Regions from separate parts of the Sus scrofa genome. Here regions 1 and 2 are each linked to region 3. A link is a contact called in public HiChIP or PLAC-seq data. All regions are on one chromosome and are shown on one strand. Each heading gives the region's core, a stretch centred on a gene start, on an enhancer-like site or on the middle of the called end of the contact. The rest is flanking DNA. Distances are from core to core; before and after follow the strand shown. Region 1 has its middle 41 kb from the start of ZBTB44. Region 2 overlaps ADAMTS8 (A disintegrin and metalloproteinase with thrombospondin motifs 8). Region 3 overlaps SNX19 (sorting nexin-19).

Region 1 (4,006 bases), core at 893-3,392, 480 kb before region 3:
TTTGACCCCTAGCCAGAGAACTTCCATATGCCACAGGTGTGGCCTAAAAGGGAGGGAAAAAAAAAAAGCAAGCTTCATTAAAGAGCACTTGACATTCAATAAAAAGTTACTGAGGACCTATCATGTGGCGGGCACTGTTTTCAGAACTGTGACCTGAAGGTAGTGCCACATCTTATAAGTTGTGATGTAAAGCTGAAGAGTTTGTGATTGTCCTCAGTCACTAAGCCAGTCTTCAGATGCCATTATGTCCACCCCACAGTTTTCTTTTGTCCCATTAGCTCATATCCATGACCTCAATGTTGTAAAAATATTCCCCGAGTGATTGAGGTCTAGAAAAAACTTGATGTCTGTGTTCTTTTTTTTTTTTTTTTTTGGTCTTTTGTCTTTTTTGTTGTTGTTGCTATTTCTTGGGCCGCTCCCGCGGCATATGGAGGTTCCCAGGCTAGGGGTTGAATCGGAGCTGTAGCTGCCAGCCTACGCCAGAGCCACAGCAACGCAGGATCCGAGCCGAGTCTGCAACCTACACCACAGCTCACGGCAACGCCGGATCGTTAACCCACTGAGGAAGGGCAGGGACCGAACCCGCAACCTCATGGTTCCTAGTCGGATTCGTTAACCACTGTGCCACGACGGGAACTCTTCTGTGTTCTTCGCTGTATATTCTCTGTATATGTTTTCACATCTTGGTCATCTTTCTTTTTGAATGTGTTGTTTAATGTATTTTTGCAGACAGTGAACAAAATAGATAAAAATCCCAGTGACTTTACATTCTAGTGGTGATCAGGAGAAGACTGAGAAGGTGACATTGAGCACAGACGTGAAAGGTATGCCTTGTCAGAATCTGTGATTATGCTTGTAGGTTCATAGTAATTGCTATTAATGCTGCCCTCAGCGTGATTGCAAAACATTACACATGCACAGGCACACACATATTTATCATTATATATGGGTATAATAATGCCTTCATTACCTAAGGGCTACCCCATCCTGCCAGTGGCATAAGAATCTGATAATGACGATGGGTTTGAATGGAGTAAACCTCTTTTTGTGTCTCTCTTTTTTAAAATTAGGGCTGCACCCATGGCATTGGAGGTTCCCAGGCTAGGGGCTAAATCTGAGCTATAGCTGCTGGCCTCCACCACAGCCACAGCAACACCAGGTCCTTAACCCACTGAGCGAGGCCAGGGATCGAACCTGAATCCTCATGGATGCCAGTCAGATTCATTTCCACTGAGCCACGAAGGGAACTCCTTTTTGTCTCTTGCTCAGGCCCCAGTAAACAAGGACACAGACGACATTTGCTAGGCTTCCGACTCAAATTGAGAAGGTGAACCTCTGGTCGTGGGGGCTTAGTCCTCTTTCCAGATGAAGCTAAGTATTCCATAAAATTAAAGCCTTGGCTTTTTAATATCTTATTCTACCGACTAGAGTAAATAACATACTCAAAAAGAAAGACATCCAAGATATGAAAACATATCAGTGAACATACAGAGAAGAAAAAAACATTAAATTATAGCTAGATGTTAAGGGCCATGGGATTAGATATGAGTTGAGTGGCGTTTGAAGAGTGGTTCATGCATGTGTGAAGATACCAATTCTTTAGCTTTAGATCACAACTTAAATAATCTGGTGCCTGTTTCCTGTGTTCCTACAGTACCTGTGCTCTCTTTTATCCAAGCTCCTCCTGCATTTCCCCCCTTTTTGTAATTGTTTACTAAGTGCTGAGCTCCTTAGAGGGAAGCACTGTACATATTTCTTTCACATCCCCAGCACTTAGCATGGCCAGCCCTGACATTTAGAAGCTCTTAATAAGTGTTTTTTGAAAGACTGGTGGAGACATGCCCTGTGAAACAAGAAAATGGATAATACTGTAGATACCACTTTGGTTTGGGGGGATTTACAGTCCAGACCTGCTTTGTTTTCCAGTTAGGTGGGTGGATAGACTGCTGGGTGGTTTCCATAACTGTTAAGATTTCCTGCTCCCAGTTAGCTTGCATTCTATGTGCACACACAAGGCAGCTGGCTCAGCACAGCTGCCTGTGACAGTTCTCTTCTCCCTGCCAACTGGGTAGGCTCTACCATCAGTCTGTCCCAGAGTCTCCTACACCCTGTGATACAACAGTAATTCAATCCTCTTTCGCAGATTTCTCTGATCTCCTGCCCTGTGTTCTCCTCACTTCTGTTCCTTGCTGTCTGAGCTGCTCAGGCTTCAGCAGCCATGTGGACTAAAGCAAAAGTGAGTTCATCCACAGAGCATGTGCCCAGGCAGCCAAATCTTCCAGGTTTGAATAAAATGACCCAGTCTATTTGGCATTCACTGGGCAGTCACAGAGGGACATGGCCATTCTGGGATGTCCCTCAACAGGGCAGATGCTGCCCCTGCCAGACTGGCCAAGAGTCTTTGAACGGGGTTCCTGGTGGGAGGCATGGGCGATCAAAGGCCACCTTCCCTCCCCGACCTCCACACCTTATTCTACTAACACTGATTTTACTGTAATAATGAATTCCCAATAGGAATTTCAATTCCCAATTCCACTTGGATTCTTCCCAAATAGAAGTCCTTCACCTGGTCTATAGCTGCAAATTCAAAAGACTCAAAACTGCAGCTTTCACAGACAATGGACTATTTTATTTCTAGGGGGTAAAGAATTGGCACTGGCTAATGAGTTATATTCTGATGTACAATGCCCTCTGATTGTGTATTATATATTAGCACTCTGGACTTGAAAGAGACAATTGTGTAATGTTTGCCCATTAATTGAGAATAATCATCTCAGCTGCACAGTATTGCATACCAGCCAAGCTTGTCATTCTCATATCCAACAGCTTTTAATTGTTGTGTTGCCCTTTAACGGCAACCTTTCTCAGAGTTTGGAGAACAAAAACAGAGACCTACCTAAATATCAGCTCCTTCCCACCCTGAGAGAAAAGAATCCATTTAGTTGGAAAGGATTTGAGTGTTCTAATCCCCAGAGAGGGATCATGCCTTCGCAATTTCCATTATCCATCAAGTCTAAATGCTGAGGCCATGGGCTTGCTTCTTCCTAATAAAGTTAGGAAATGTATCAGACAAGAAAGGGGCTTATATGATTATACAGTAAGCTGGAGACCAAAATAGAAGAAATGCCTTAAAATTAATTGTTAGCATCCTTTTGAATGCAAGTAACAGAAAATTTGACTCAAACTGTCTTAATTAAAAAAAAAAAAATGTATTGGCTCACATAACTGAAAAGTCCCAGCATGGAATTGCTTCAGCACATTTAGATTGCAGGGCTCAAAAATATTTATGAGCTTTGGTCCCTTGGTCCCCGTATCCTGGCCCTTCTCTCTTCTCCTGCTGCCTTCTCAGGTGGGCCCTCTCTCCTCTGGCAAGAGGGCAGCTGGCAGCTCTGCTCTAGGCTCACAGCTCTAGTCCCAAGACTGAATTTCATTGGACTAACTTGGATCATGCTCCTTATTCAAAACCAATCATGGCAGCCAAGGGGAATGGAGCATGCTGATTGGCCAGGCCTGGATCACACTCAGCCTTGAAAGTGAAGGGTTGGGTCAGATCCAACAACCTGAACCACATGAACAAGCGCTAGAAGGTGGTGATAATTCCCTAAGGAAAAAAATAGTCAGTGTTACCAGAAAAATGGGACTGAATGCTGAACAAACAAGAAAAACTCAGACACTATCCCTTCATCTCAACCTCAGGAATGATTGTCTTTGTAGATTGGAAATTTAAGCCTCGTATCTTCTCCCAGAAGCCTGTCTGCAATAAAGACGACCATTTACCAAATGCTGGACATTGTGCAGAATGTTTTACATGTATCTTCTCATTTAATCCTTATGGCTACCCTGCCAGGGAGGTACAACTAACCCCCTTTCCTAAATAAGGGCATGGAGGCATAGGGAGATTAAATGGCACTCTCTAAGCCCACAACTATTAAAGAGTGAGTCATTTTTCAGCTCTGGCCTAACTCCAAAGTCCATGCTTATTCTCCTTTTGTATGTTTCCCAAACT
Region 2 (4,292 bases), core at 338-2,837, 440 kb before region 3:
CTGGTGAGCAGGATGGCCGTGTCAAAGTGCTCAGGGTGCCGGTCACTGGGCTGGTTGAAGCGCCGCTGCCAGCTGCAGAAGTTGCGCAGCGTCAGCCCGCCGTTGTCGGACACCTCCGGGCCCCACTTCTCGTCCTCCACGATCAGCACTTTCACCACCATCAGGTTGATGGAGTTCCTGATGCTGGGGTGCTTGTAGATGCGGGCTGCCATGGACATCAGCGTCAGGATGTGGTTCTGGGGAAGGAGGAGTGGAGAGTGAGGAGTAAACCTTCCAGCCCTATCGTCACCCTGAGTCATGCACTCTGAGTGCTCGGCTCTGCACTTGACCTTGGTAAACGGCATCTTGGTGAAGACTCACAAAACCCCCAGGGCCCCAGCATTATTTCCCTTCACCGTGCAAGTAAGAGACTGGCCCACCATCCCAGAGCTAATGAATGTGCAGCTACGTGTGAACCCAGAACTCCTGATTCCAAAGCTTGTGCATTCAACATCCTGACCAGCCATGTGTGGCCATGGATAGCTAAATCCACTAAAATTCAATAAAATTAATATCATAATTTCCCTGCCACACTGGCCACATTTCAAGCGCATCATGAGCCACCTAGGGCTTGTGGCTACTGCGTTGGATGGAGCGGACAGAATGTTTCCATCACCACTGAAAGTTCTACTGGACTGCACTGGTTATTTCTAACCTTGACACCCACCCTCTCCCTGCCAGCCACCTGCCCTCTCTCTGCTCTTGGCCCAGCAGCAACTATCTGAGTGCTCAAGGTTGGTAGAATTTCCCTCTTAGAAATTTCCTGATGTCTGCTGGGGTGAGCCCTACTCTCCAGGATGGGAATGCTTCCTTAACAGTCACTTCTGACAACAGTTCCCTATTGAGGTGAGCACCTCATTGAGTGCTCACACAAACTCTGGGAAGTGGGATTGTCATCGCCACTTCACCAGGGAGGAAGCAGGGCTTCACGCAAGCTAAACAGCCTGTCTCAGGTGGCGCAGCTCCTAAAGCTGGGGTGCCAGCCCAGGCCTGCCTGTTTCCAAGTCTACGTTCTTCTCACTAGCTTTCCAGCGCTGGCCTCCTGGCTCCTGCCTGGATAGCCTTGAAGGGTGAACTCCTGTCTGGGGCATGAGAAAATATGGGCCACAGTGAAACCCAGGTTCCCAGGCCCCCACTGCTTCCATCCCACTGAGGCCAGCTGAAGGGGTTGACTTGGTGTTTGGCCTCTGCTCTGCCCCTGGGCTTCCAGCTGTTCCCCAGCTTGAGGGGAGGCTGGATTAGGGCTCACTCTGCTGCCTCGGGGACCTTGAGACGTCAGTCCTCTCTTGGATGACTTTGCAGAGCCAGAGACAAAGGGGGCAGGGGCCTGCAGGCCTTTGGCCAGCAGTGTGGGCAGCCCTGCTCCCTGTTCCCTAGGGCACCACCTCCTGGAGCCTCTCTTTCTTCCCTCCTGTGGTCTGGAAGGTGGGAGTAGAAGAAGGGAAGAGAAGGATGAAAGGCTAGAGAGGGACATTCCATGGGCTGAGGCCATGTGTGGGAGTTCCAGACAAATCCCAGTATTTGTGAATGGGATCTGTCTGTTCACCTCGCAGGCAACAAGCCAGATATTTTGTAAGCCCTACAAACAGGGGTTGGCAGGTTACTGAGCAAGTCAAGCACTCCAGCTATGTTTAGGCTGATGTAAACACCTTATCAGCAAAGCTGAAACTTGGCACTCGCTCCTGGAGCTGGATTCCTAAGGGAAACACAAGCAATCACATCATTATGCAATTGGGGGTGAGGGCTGAGGAGTGGCAGCTTGCTGGGGCTACTTCCTCCACTGCTTCTTGTGGGGCAGGAAGAGTCTCCCAGTCTCCTGCCCTAGGAAGGAGCAGGGCCAGCCCTTGGAACTTCTTCTGAGACAATCTGCATCTCTCCTCACCAGAGGGCTTCCTTTGAGTGCCAACTCCACCAGGAGAGATGATGGGGAGATGATGTCTTACACAGCAGGTGTGAAGAGAAGAGATGCCAGCTGCTCAGGGCTTGGACTGAAAGTAAGGAACCAAAGACCTAAGGTTTAAGATGGGCCCGGTTCCTAAGCTGCCCGATCGGTCAGACTGAGCAGAAACGGTGCAATGGGCATGTCCCCACTGGAAACCAAAGGCTCAGGGTGCACACTGCTGCACGGAGCGTCCCGTGGCGGGGTGCTCCTCAGCGCCGAGGTTCTCAGTCCCCTCCTTTGTGTTCAGGGAGCTCAAAGCATCTCCTTCAGACATGGAGTAAAGTTGGACTGAGCCAGCCTGAGAGTTGTTTTCTCTGAGGCAGTGGGTTAGATGTATGGATGTCTGAAGGTCCATCTGGCCTCTTTCTCAGAAGATAATTTCCATTGCAAGAGAGCTGCCAGGACTGTGTCTTCCAGAGTTTTCTGTTAAAGTCCCCAGTCCTGGTCTGACTCCCCTCTCCTCCTCTCTCGTCCCACTGAGCACTGGGGGATGGGAAGCCCTGCTCCTCAGCTCCTCTGAGGAACAGTGGCAGGAGTGCCCATGCATCTGAGTTTCCTGGAGGAAGGGCCACTGGGCCTGGGCAGGTGGGCCGCCTTGAGTCTGAGCCCAGCTTCTCAGCCCATCTCCTGGGTCAGGAGGGCAGGCCCGACTTTCAGTTCCACAGACGCGGGCCCAGGAGCCGGTCAAGAGGTCAGCTGTCTCGCTCCATCACCTGGTGTCTATCTACAGCTCTCTGTGACCACCCCAGTGTGGGCTGTGGGCTACAGTTGGGAACCCCCCCACAGACAACTTCGCACAACCAGGATATTGGGTGGGGCCCGTGGCCAGCTCGGCTGGGGTGGTCACACAGCCCTGCTCTTGAATGACCTGGGCATCGCCTGCCCTTGATTCTTATTAGGAAATGCAGGTACTTTTCAGGGAGTCTCCTTCACTGGTCACCCTGGGACTTGGAGGAGAGAAAAAACACCCCACCAGCTAGGCTAGGGCGAAGCCCTCTGATTTTCTGAGATATAAACAAGGAGGATCCTCCCTCGGAACTCCCACACAGCCAAGGCTAACTGTAGTGGGAATCTGGGGAAGGCTGGGCCTGGGCCAGAGGCATCTCCCGCAGCTCCTTCTGCTCAGAATGTCATCCCTACACTCTGCTCATTTGCTCTTCATTCCGTGGGTCCAGCGCTCTCCTCGCAGCACGCCTGGGGGAGGAAGAGTAGTAGCATAGCAACCTCTTGAGCTCAGCAACGGTCTGTCAGTTTCCCATCTGGCATCTCTTGGCGGGGGTGGGGTGGGGAGGTGGTCTGAGATGGCTGGGGAGGGGGAGGGGGCAAAGGGAGAGGAAAGAAGAGATGGAGAAAAGAGAGGGTTCTGGCATGGCTGTCCTTCATCCTTCCTTGTTCTGCAAGCAGCGGAGGGGCGAGGCTCCCTCTCCAAAGCACACAGTTGCCAGAACCACAAGGAGTTGAACTTACATAGTCTGGGCTGAGGGAGCTGAAAGCAGGCTCTCTGCTGCACAGGACAGCACAGCAGACACAGCGCTGGCTGGCTGGCTGTGATGGCGTGTGACCGCCCTGCCCTCCTACCGTGACAAATGCATCATCCAAGGCAACTCCAGCATTAGCTACGCTTTGCCGAGCACCTACTGTGTGCCACCTCTGGGTCGAGTGCTTTCCGTATCTTACCATCTCCTCCAGACAATGCTGGGACATTGATATAGCTGTTCCTGTCAGGCTGGTGAAGAAGTCTAGGTGCAGAGAAATGGGTAACTTGCTCAAGGTCACTCATTTCCACTTCTCGTCAAAGTCTATATTGCTTTATCACAGCACTGACTGCCACTCATTTTTGCTGCTGCAAGGAAACCACAGCGAAGCCCAAAGAAACCCAAAGCATGCAAACAAGCCAGCGTGCCCCTGACATTGCGCCTCACCCTCCCCACCCCCGCACCCCCGCCCTGCCTCCTACCCGGCTTTGGGGGGAGTGATAGATCAAAGACCGTTGAATACTAGGGCCTTTTCTTTGGGAAATACTTCATACAGTTGATCATTCTGATGGCTGCAGACAGAGATGGAGAGGACTCAGTCTTTTGCCAGTGGGGGAACCTACTTCACACGCATGCAACATTCGTCTTCCACCCATGAAGACTTGAGCACGCATCTGTTTCTGTTATTATCCAAACTAGGACACTTTTGAGAGTGCAAAAGGAGGCTGTTAATTATTATGCCAGAACAGGCTTAGACTGGGGTAGTGCTGGGCAATGTGAGGGTATGAGGTACTTTAGAATTAGGGCTTTTGCGGGACACCTTCTCAAACCCAGAG
Region 3 (4,328 bases), core at 1,752-4,251:
GGAGTTCACAGATAGTTAATATGAAGGAAGAGACTCTGGCCTGGAGCATGCAGAAAAGGCCATCTGTCTTACAGGGTGTTCGCTATTAATAGATCCCAAAGCTAGCTCGCTATAAGACTACTCCAAAAAACCACTAAAATGTAAACATATTCTCTGCTCTACATCAGCTATGTCACTGCCCTAGCAAATAAGAGTCTCCCAGGAAGTGGAACGTGGAGCTCGTAACGATGGCGGAGAATCTACATTTACTGAGTGCCCCATGTGGCAGGCATGCATCAAGAGGCTTCGACCGTCTCACGAGCTAGGCACTGCTACTCCCACTTGGAGAGGCACTGAGGCAAAGGCAGGTTAAGTGGCTTGTTCTAAGTCACACAGATAGTAAGCCTCAAAACAGGGTTTGAATTCAGATCCGTCTGACTTTGCCACCTGTAATCTTACTTCCACACGTGGAAGAAAAGAGGTTGAGAAGGCAAAACAGCGGGAGATGCTTCCAGAGGGGCAAGCTTAGCAGGGGGCCTCACAGTGGGAGGCCCACGATGGCAGAAGGCACCATGTTCTTCTGGAAAGGAGAATGCTCCTGGAATGGGAGACGGCCCAAGGCCCGGCCATGGCTCTGGCAATGGCAGCTGTCCAACCAAAGAGCTGTGGGGGTGGCCTGTAAGGGAGATTCCATTACATTTGTGTTTCATGTCCCCAGCAGCACTGAGGGATCCCTGAGATTCTCACAAGTGACGAGGAAAGGGACCGATGCAATTGGAAGGGTGTGTGATGTTCACTCATTTGACAACTGCTTACTAAGAGCCTTCCATGTACACGGCTAAGTGCCTACAACAGAAAGGTAAGTAAGATATAGTCCCTGCCCTCACTATGCTTACTGTCTGAAACCGTCCTCAAAAACTGTCTTAGGGTCCTCTTTGTGTTACAGATAGGCAAGAGATACCAATAATTTGACCTGGAAAAAAGGTTTTAAATGTCATGGTATTCTGTTTTTTTCTTTTGGGCTGCACCTGCAGCATATGGAAGTTCCCAGGTAGGGGTCGAATCAGAGCTACAGCTGCTGGCCTCCTCCACAGCCCCAGCAACGCTGGATCTGAGCCACGTCTGCGACCTACACCACAGCTCAGTGGTAACACTGGATCCTTTAACCCACTGAGCAAGGCCAGGGTTCAAACCCATTATCTTCATGGATACTAGTCGGGTTTATTAGCACTGAGCCACAAGAACTCCTGTTTTTTTTCTTACCTGCTACCAACTCTGTTACCTTTGTTTGAGTGTATGAGAATGGAAGAGCATGCACCACACTCAGAAGTGCAAAAACACACATGCACAGGCACATAGCCAGGGAGCTACCGCCAACCTGTTACAGCCTCAAAGATGCATTCATGTAGAAGCTGTCCGTACATGACAGAGAAGGCAAGATGTCTTTATCCTAAGGTGGGTGCAGAATAAGAAACACCTAAGAAATAGAACAGCCAGGCCACTCATCTAGCTGGAGACTGTTGGGGCCCATCCTGGCCCAGTCTGTGGAAGTCAAGAGCTTCCTCTTTTCAAGGTCTAGTGGAAGAGTCATGGGACAAGTAGCATTCCTCTTCCTCAAGGAAAAATGATACAACATGAGCATGATACAATCTGCAGCGGAACACAGATTTCACTCCTTCAGATGAGCCTGGGTTGAGAATCAGAGGGGCAGGAGATAATTGGAGATAATTGGATAATTAGTTTGAGGTAATTTTGTATCTTGGGCTCTTGCAAAAGTATGCATTTTTCTACAGAAGCTGTGCATTGAAAGAGACCAGGTATAAGATACTATAAGGCACCAGAGCTGAACTGAAAGAAAATTTATGGAGCAAAGGAAAAAAGCCATAATCTGTGCTTCCTGAGAAACTCTGACTCTTAACTTGGATAATCTTTTTCTGATTGGGAATGGGATGTAGAATACAGATACCAAAACAGACTGTATAATTTCTAATCCAGGAGTGCCTTAAGAATAAAAAACAAATGGAAATGAATTTAGATGCTATCATCAAAAGCGTGTGCCTCTGAGGCCAGCTAGATGAAAAGAGAGATTAGATGGAACTAAGACCCCGGGACTTTCAGGTGAAGCCCATTCTAGTGGCACTGCTTTGCGAGGAAGGCCAGCAGTGGGGAGTCAGGATGGAGGGTAGAAAGGGCGTGGGCTTTGGGGCCAGGATGACGTCAGGGCACTCGTGGGGGTGGCATTCCCTACCTCTATGATTCTGGGAAGGTTATTTAACCTAAATATCACTTTCCTCACTTATAAAAACATATGTCTGTCTCATAGAATTGATCTGCACCTTAATGTATCAAGTATATAGCTGCTTACTTGGTACAGTTAGTAGTTAATAAATGTCAGTTCCCTTTCTGTTCCAATTGCTCATGCATCTTTTTGGTGGTGGGCCTGGAGCCTCCTGTAAGACACAACCAATGTCAGAGAGACCCTTTTATCTATCTGCTGCTTAGACGTGTCCACCGAGAGAGAGGCCCCTGAACGGATTCCACTCAGAGAACACCCACGATTCTGGAGTGACCTAAGAGAACAGCAGAAGGCAGAAGACTGCCAGCGCGGCACTCCTGAGTGGTCCCGCACTCTGTCCATAAACCTTCTCCTGACCTTTCTGGAGAGATGGTTTGTAGAGACCTCTTTTCTAAGAAAATGATTCTGTGGCCTGGCACCAGGTCCAGAGCTGGCTGTTTCATTTCTTCCTGGACCCAGGGCTTGCTCTACAACTTAAGCTCACACATTCTTTTTTCCTTCTCTCTACGTCCTGACTTCACGTACTTTTCTACTCTCCTTTGCCCACAGATCACAGAACTTTCTTTTTCCCAACTCTCTTGCCATGCTACTCCATTCCCGTGTGCCCTCCACACACACACACACACACACACACACACAAACTCACTCACTCACTCGCACTCACTCTTTGAGAAATCCTGACGCAGATGCCAGGAATGTGTCTGCTGCCCTTTTGACACAGAGTCTGATGCCATCCTCGGGGCCGTGGGGAGGGCAGAGCCACGGGACGTGGCATTCGTGTACTCTACTGCTAGCCTGGCTCATATTTTTATCGTGGCTTTGCTCTGGGCATCCAGGCAGGGAACCGGGCCAGCTGCTTCTCATTCCTTCACTCTACATCAGGACTCCATAATAGTCTTACCTCTTACCTTGGCTGGATCTTCCTGCCCCAAACCTTCTACCATCAATGGAGCACAGTACATCTATCCTCTTTCCCTTGACCCAGTCAAGGTCTGGGTACGTGTCCAAGTTCCTAAACCTGATTCTGATGCCTGCAGGGGTACTGTCAGTCTCTCCTGTTTTCGGACACGAGCGGTCTCATAAGCTGGACGCACGCCTTGGCTTAGACTGCTCCCCCCACTCCTCTCCCCGCCCTTTGACTCTAAGTCCAAGTAAGGAGTGCTCCTTGGACTCCTTGGATGTTCCCAGCAAAGAAGCTGACACATGAGGTCAGGCGCGCATGCGTGCAAAGCTTCCCTTTGACTTAACAATGCCTTTTTTGGGCATCTAACTTCTCTTTGGGCCCCCTTCCCCCACTCTCCACGCCATCAACAATCAACGCAGATTTATGTAGCCTGGCTCAGATCAGAACTCTTCCAACCTTGGCTTACAAGGAGGGGTCATGAGGTTGAATTTACTCTCGCTCTTTTTTTTCCCTTGCAGGCCAGAGATAGAGAGGGAGGGGGGCCGAGGGGGGAGGGAGAGAGATGGTGCATATCAAGAGGGAAGAAGTGAGACAGTGCACGCCCCCGTGTGGTCCCTGGCACCCCAGGCAGTTATGTGTATAGGTCATTTAAGGGAGCAAGGAGAACAGACAAAGCTGGAAGCAAGAGGAATTAACTTATCTTCTTGGATGATAACACTGGAGGATGGAAAATGCTGACATTTTAAAAAGGGGATGCCTCTAAATCTACAGGGCTGGACCATCCCCAATGCCCACTGTAGTGGGTTCAAGATAACCAGAGTAGTGGCAGTGGCTACCTGGGGCATCAGCACCAACTCTCCTTCCCTTTAAAGTGCAGAACTTAAGGCAAGAGAACCCAGGTGCTCTGCAAAGGGATACAGCTCAGCACCTGTGGTTTCCGAGAGAGAACAAACAGACTGCCTCCCGGGCAGCAGCCATGGGGACAGTCTCAGAAAGGCCAACCCTGACCGGCTGGGTCCAGCCCCACCTCTCTGGGGGTAGCTGACAGGTGGAGGGAGAGGCGCTGCAGCTTTGGGGAGAGATCACATTCCAGCTTCTTTGCTTACCGAAGCAAACAAAGCCAAAGAATGCGGCACTGCATGAACCTCT

Evidence for each region. HiChIP or PLAC-seq counts read pairs in DNA pulled down with a chosen protein or histone mark.
Region 1: an H3K27ac HiChIP or PLAC-seq map of skeletal muscle shows a contact between it and region 3. The contact joins two enhancer-like sites.
Region 2: a contact with region 3 is called in an H3K27ac HiChIP or PLAC-seq map of skeletal muscle. The contact joins two enhancer-like sites. A contact is called at or near these places in 2 of 47 Hi-C or Micro-C datasets (embryonic fibroblasts and heart right ventricle) and 1 of 2 datasets of contacts at active chromatin or transcription factors (skeletal muscle).

The regions. Positions count from the first base shown.
Region 1 is chr9:57,058,034-57,062,039 of Sscrofa11.1, forward strand. No RefSeq gene overlaps it. Among named protein-coding and RNA genes, the nearest start is that of ZBTB44, 41 kb to the left of the region's middle. Within about 2 kb of position 2,143, at least 11 of the 83 cell types and tissues checked have an H3K27ac peak or open chromatin away from gene starts, as enhancers often do. A contact at or near this core is called in skeletal muscle, where this site is marked.
Region 2 is chr9:57,101,639-57,105,930 of Sscrofa11.1, forward strand. It overlaps ADAMTS8 (A disintegrin and metalloproteinase with thrombospondin motifs 8), which reads right to left. Exons shown (of 9, transcript XM_003130083.4): 2 at 1-236. Among named protein-coding and RNA genes, the nearest start is that of ADAMTS8, 9.3 kb to the right of the region's middle. Within about 2 kb of position 1,588, at least 14 of the 83 cell types and tissues checked have an H3K27ac peak or open chromatin away from gene starts, as enhancers often do.
Region 3 is chr9:57,535,495-57,539,822 of Sscrofa11.1, forward strand. The region is part of intron 8 of SNX19 (sorting nexin-19); the gene reads right to left. Among named protein-coding and RNA genes, the nearest start is that of SNX19, 21 kb to the right of the region's middle. Within about 2 kb of position 3,002, at least 18 of the 83 cell types and tissues checked have an H3K27ac peak or open chromatin away from gene starts, as enhancers often do. A contact at or near this core is called in skeletal muscle, where this site is marked.